Regions from separate parts of the Triticum aestivum genome. Here region 1 is linked to region 2. Evidence: chromatin contacts called from public Hi-C data. All regions are on one chromosome and are shown on one strand. Each heading gives the region's core, a stretch centred on a gene start, on an enhancer-like site or on the middle of the called end of the contact. The rest is flanking DNA. Distances are from core to core; before and after follow the strand shown. Region 1 holds the start of LOC123165205 (mitochondrial pyruvate carrier 1). Region 2 holds the start of LOC123180281 (calmodulin-interacting protein 111).

Region 1 (2,897 bases), core at 272-2,771, 490 kb after region 2:
ATCTGGATCATGGCCATTGGTGTTTGCTCCATAGCAAAACATGAGCGGTGGCGCAAACCAAACAATGCATATATTTCTTGGCCGTTTTACAAAGATGGTCTAGCAAAAAGCACATTTCTCCTAACTTATTAGGCTAGGGGAGTGCAATGAATTTTTCTCCCGTTTCAACGCACGGGCATATTTTCTACATCTTAAAAAAAAATAAACTCTTTCCAACAAAACAACCATCTGTAAAAAATCCCTAACAAAAATTCTATAAAAATATCTTAAAAAACTTAACATGGTAAAAATAGCTTTAAAATGTTCACACTATCTTTGTTTCAAAAAAACATGTTCTCATTTTTTACAAAAACTTCAAAATTCCCCAAAAGTTCCATTTTTACTGAAACAAAGTCCATCTAAAAATGTACAACTAAAAAAGAAAACATTATTTTCATTAAAAATATATGTTCAAAAAATGTTCTTTTTCCCGTAAAAATGTTCTTTTCTAGAGAAATGTTCCAATTTCAAAAAAAATGTTAACTATTCTGAAAAGTGTTTCAATTTGTACGAGAACGCTAACTTTTATTAAAAATAAAGAATTTTCCAGGTTTAACCTTATTATGGATGTTTATTAAAATTAAATATAAAAAATGATGCACAATGGCACAGGAAGCTGATTGTGCTATTTTTTTGGCCGGTGCAACGCACGGGCATTTGTACTAGTACTTCTAAACTATTTTGATTTTACGTTTAATTATTAAAAAAATCTTTATATAGGATGTATCTACCACCAGGAACCAAAGTGTATTCCGCCTCACCCAGCTTGCTAGTACTCGGTCGACAGAGTATAGCAATATCGTCCGCCGCCGTCGACGTCCTGGTCACCGCCACGACGGCCATAGGTGATCTTATCCTGTCATCTCCTTCCTGAGCGCAGACTTAGAATAAAAAAAGCAAGATTCTCGGGCTTCACGCTGCCGGCCCCCACAAGTGGCTGCTAAGGCTATTCTAAGGAATCCATTGTTTATGTGAGTTACCCAAGTCATTGTTCGACACATCAGTCTGGGGTCGGTCTCCTTTCAGTTAAAAATTACCAACAAGCAATTAACTACACCGTACAGGTCACTGCTGAGGCCAAACCCAGCTAAGTTAAGCCTCGGTTAGGCATATGGATCTGCCCCAGTTACATGGTGCGAGTAATTCAAATGCTTCCAACCATTGCCGGTTACGTGCTCCACCCGGCGGCGATACGAACGTACGTACCATGATAGCAAACCGTCCGGCAATGCGTGAACGAGTGATCAGGCTTCACGGAAATGAACGTGAGAAAGAAGCTAAAATAGAATGTGGACCGAGTGATCAGGCCTCAGCTCTTGTGGTAGGAACGAGAGCGTGCTCACCTCAAAGTATTCAAGCTAGCCGCCCATGCTACCAACGCGGTGGAGCCTAATCAGCTTACGGTGTAGTGCATACATATCCACACCATGCACAGTGAGCCCCCGCATGGCCGCATCGATCATTTCCAGATCATGTGATGGACCTGCGCGCGCAAGTGCATGAGTGGGACAGTGTGCCCACTCTCCGTTAAATCATCTTCTTATTTTGCTGCCCCCACCCACCCCCCACAAGCTCGGAGGCTTGCCCGCTCGTTCCTCACCTGTTGGCCGTCTCCACGAGTCCATCCGCACCCGCGGACGGCAGGCAAACAGCCGTAGAGGGGGCGAGGTTCTCCGCCATGGCCACGGCGTTCAAGGCGTTCTTGAACAGCCCCGTCGGCCCCAGGACCACGCACTTCTGGGGACCCGTCAGCAACTGGGGCTTCATCCTCGCGGTACGCGCTCCACGATTCTCTCTCTCTCTAAGCTTTCCCAAATTAGCCTGTGCCGTTGGTTGATCGCAAACACGAGAGTGCTGCAATTTCCTAGTGATGTTTTTGACAACAGTCGCAGTCCTATGATGATCATCTATATACGGGGAATTTCTCTCTTAGTCTCAGTTGCAAATTAACTGTAGTTCTAGCTTTACCTCAAACTTCTTTATGTTTGATTGAATCTAAAAATAGATTAACATATACAACGCCAAATAAATTATCTTCCAATCGTCCCAAATGAGTGACCAGAGAGGTTGTGGAAACGGGGAAGGAGACCAAGAATAGACAGATGTTTTAGTTTTTTATTTGCATGATAATGTTCTCTTCGGTGAGACTACCATGCCCCGAATCTATTAGAGCATGAATAATAAATAAAGTTATCGTGTCATCTATAGCCAACCTAATATACCTCTCAGCGACCCACTGCAATTTCACGATTTAAGGACTCCTTTGATTTACAAGAACTTTGTAGGAATCCTAAAGGATATAAATTTTATAGAAAATATTCGTTCAGAGCTCTTTCATTTGTAGGAATGGATTCCTGTTCTTATATAGGATAGGAAGTAATCCTTCATAGTTTAAAGGAAAAGAAATATTAGCCTAGACTCAATAGAAAAATTCATATCTTATCCATCAAATGACATCGATATCTTTCCTTGTAGAAATTAAGATACATGTCATCTCACTTTCTATGATTTTCCTATTCCTATGAACCAAAGAAGGCCTAATTATGTACTCAAATATTATTAAAACCCATGAATTCCAGTCGATTCATATGCATCGGTGTTGTCATTAATTCATTAATTTCTTACTTACTACTGTTAGGAAAATATTGTCGGATTTTGAAGCATAATCTCTTTCTAGGAAGTTCATGAAACTGTGCAAATGAATAATCTTTTCAAGTTCGCCTCTCATTAAGTTACATTGTAACTCAATAATCCCTCGGTTGTTATTTCATCTCCAGGGTATGGCTGACATGAACAAGCCACCTGAATTGATATCCGGCCATATGACTGCAGGTTATTTGTCTGACAAGTCACAGATT
Region 2 (3,066 bases), core at 416-2,915:
GTGAGCTGCGAGCTGTGAGAAAGCGGCTGTGAGCTGAGAACTGTGAAAAGGCTGGAAGTTGTTTGGTCGAGACAACTGTGAAATTGTAGATTTGGCATGAATTGTCCGTAATGCCCCTCGGGGCTGAAAGAATGTTTATGTACTAAGCAGTGACTTTTACATTGTTAGGCATTTCAACAACCATTTTGGAAAGGAAAATTAGACAATTCATGGATAACATATAGGAAATTCAATGATTATATTGTAGTGTTTCATACTTCATGCGTATAAATATTAATAAATAAGATATGGACCATACAGAACACAAATTGTTCACATGATGATGGCCTTCATCAACATAGCTAACCTATCTTGCTCTCACAAAACACGCATCGGCTATCCTACTACGAATATTGTTCAAGATATCTTCGCTCTCCTCCTCTTGAACGTGATTCGCTTGTGTTGGTGACACCCCCTTTCGTAGCACTGGGAGGTACGTACACATGCAATTCAATACCTTCCTAGCATATATACTGAAACATAAATTAATGTTAACATCAAACCCCGAAAATGAAGCCTTGTGTAACATTGCTAGTGAGGTTGACTAGGTAAAAACCCGAAGAATGATTGACTATTGTAACAGGAAACACATAATTGTAGGAGAAATTGTAATATTGTAGGAGTATGAATAAACAAGAAACCAACAATGAAAGGCTTGCAGCATGGCATAACACGAATGGTGGAACCTAAAGATCAATCAACTAACATGCAGAAGGAGAAACAATCACTTTAAACGGTAGTATTTTAGGTCTGACTGTTAAAAACAACAACACAGCGTAATAGTACCACCATATTCCCAATCACAAACAAGATTTGAGACATCAATCATGCCAACAATACCACTAGTACTAATGTGTAAACCAATTTCGGCCAGTATAACCAAGAGAAAGCTCCTGCTCTGTCAAAATGCATGTTACTGCTAAGCTTTGATTTCAGGTCAAGACAGTGCGGATAAAACAACTGAATCTTTTGTTTTTCATATAAATGGTGAGTCATTGCATGTTTCACTGCTAACATGTTTAGACCAAAACATTTGCTCAACTGAAATTCGAACAACAATTTGCCCCTACAAGCATTATCACAAACACCTATCAAGCAAAATCTTTTCACATGTCAACTTGAACATGCATTGGAAATATCATGCAGAAAATACTCATCAAGAAAATTCCATCATTATACTCACAATATCCAATCTATAGCAAGTACGCATCCGATACAAAAATCATTAAATCAGAACAAAAATTTGAACAAACATGGATGCAAGAGGAAGGAGGGAGGGTGAATGAGGAAGAGGGAGGAAGGGGAGGGGGGACGAAGGAGTGGTGGCTACCTGCCTAAGGACTGGTCTCCGGCGTAGCTTCGGTCGGCGGCGTTGCTAGGCGGGAGCGGCTGCCCCAGGGAGGGAGGCGCTGCGTGTGAGAGCGGCTGCTCGACGGAGGGAAGCGCTGCTGGGCTCCTGTACCGGCGGCGGGGCAGCAGAGGCTTCGCCCGGTTGAGCGCGCCGCGGCGGAGGACCGGCAGTAGCGGCGGTGGGCCGGCGGCGGCTAGGAACCTAGGGAGCGTCAGCTGAGCTCGTTTGCTTTTCCGTTTCCTCAACTACGAATTTTCTTTTTGATCCTACCCCAGCTTGGCCTCCGCGGGCCCACCTGGCAGCAACCCACGCACGAAGGGCATTCTCCTTCCACCCTGGTGTAATACGAGGAGCACTCAGTTTCAGCAATTTCTTTCTTCCATGGGTTCCTACAAAATATAAATCTTTTCTCAAACAGCCGAGACTCTCTTAATATCATTATTAATATAAGGAATGTTACTGAAATTTTTTAAGCAACATTTAAGTATAACAAAGTTTTTATAGATTTATAAGGATCATCATTAGTTTCAAATTCAAATTCAAATATAGAGGCAATTTCATAAGCACCTCTAAAAGCAACAACTTCCGTTTTTAGATATAAGCCTTTTTAGAGATTTCAATACGGACTAGCCATATTGGAATCTCTAAAAAAGCTTATATTTAGAAACGAAGGGAATATATCATAATAATCATATTCATCCTTAATATAAGGAGCCAATGTGTCATTATCATTGTACTTAGGTTGAAATGAAGGTTGTTTAGTATCCTTCCTAAAGCAACAAGTTGTATCATATTGAGCACACAAAGTTCTAGAATACCAATGCAATTAGTTTATTAAATCCCACAAGTGTTTCTCCTTTTGAGACAAGCGGTAACTCTTGAAGTAGTCACACTCTCCTGATGTCCCCCCTACCAAGTAAGTTGGCATTTTAACAAGTGTGCTCATTGATAAGGAGCTACCAATGTAATCTCTTTCAGCGGTATCGACGATTGTAGGAGGTTCCTCGACTCTTTAGGTAGCAAGCACATCTTTTTTCTGGGGGGGGGGGGGGGGGGTTATTTTGCATTGCCTACCATAACAAGACAGAAACACAACTATAGAACAAGAATAAAAGCTACTTAGTGGTAAAGCCAATAGATGCACACGAGAATATTTACCCTTAGCGTTACGCTCTCCGAAAATGGCGCCATAAAGGGCTTGATAATCCCCAAGTACAAGAAGTTATTGTAGCACTTTCCAAAATGAAGGTGTTAAGTATGGAGTGTCAAATCAAAGGGAGCTAAAATATATGATTTTTATTCTCTTAGGATCTGGTGTCGTGCCTATTGAGCCACTCGAGGATGTCGTCCTTCTCCTAAAGATTGGAGCCAAGGCTGTCGAGCAGGGTGCCGACGTGGACGATGTTGGTGGCGTGGAGATGCAACGGACTGGCAGTGTACATAGACTTGTAATCTCAGATTCATTCAAGCCCTAAAAGTATTTGTGGATGCAGGCTTTTAATCCTTCCTAGTTGAGGAAGGTGGTTACCATTGGTGTTTCTCAAAAATCGTACCTCTAACCACTCCATCTTCATTCAAGTTGTTTCTTTTGATGAAAATGCAGTGTTGTGGGTTGAAGCTTCAAGGTGACATCCGACGGCTCAAGTAGTTAAAGTTCTGGATTGGCGCAAAGTTAA

The links. A called contact is a pair of places that touch in the nucleus more often than the background predicts.
Region 1: a contact with region 2 is called in a Hi-C map of leaf, with 6 times the contacts expected there. The contact joins the promoter of LOC123165205 here to the promoter of LOC123180281 in region 2. A contact is called at or near these places in 2 of 5 Hi-C or Micro-C datasets (both in leaf).

What each region holds. Positions count from the first base shown.
Region 1 is chr1D:58,645,776-58,648,672 of IWGSC CS RefSeq v2.1, forward strand. LOC123165205 (mitochondrial pyruvate carrier 1) reads left to right here and starts at 1,522. Exons shown (of 4, transcript XM_044582838.1): 1 at 1,522-1,813; 2 at 2,817-2,871. The coding sequence starts at 1,718.
Region 2 is chr1D:58,159,593-58,162,658 of IWGSC CS RefSeq v2.1, forward strand. It overlaps LOC123180281 (calmodulin-interacting protein 111), which reads right to left and starts at 1,666. Exons shown (of 14, transcript XM_044592272.1): 1 at 1,374-1,666. LOC123180282 (protein RCC2) reads left to right here. Exons shown (of 17, transcript XM_044592275.1): 17 at 2,699-2,936. The coding sequence ends at 2,865.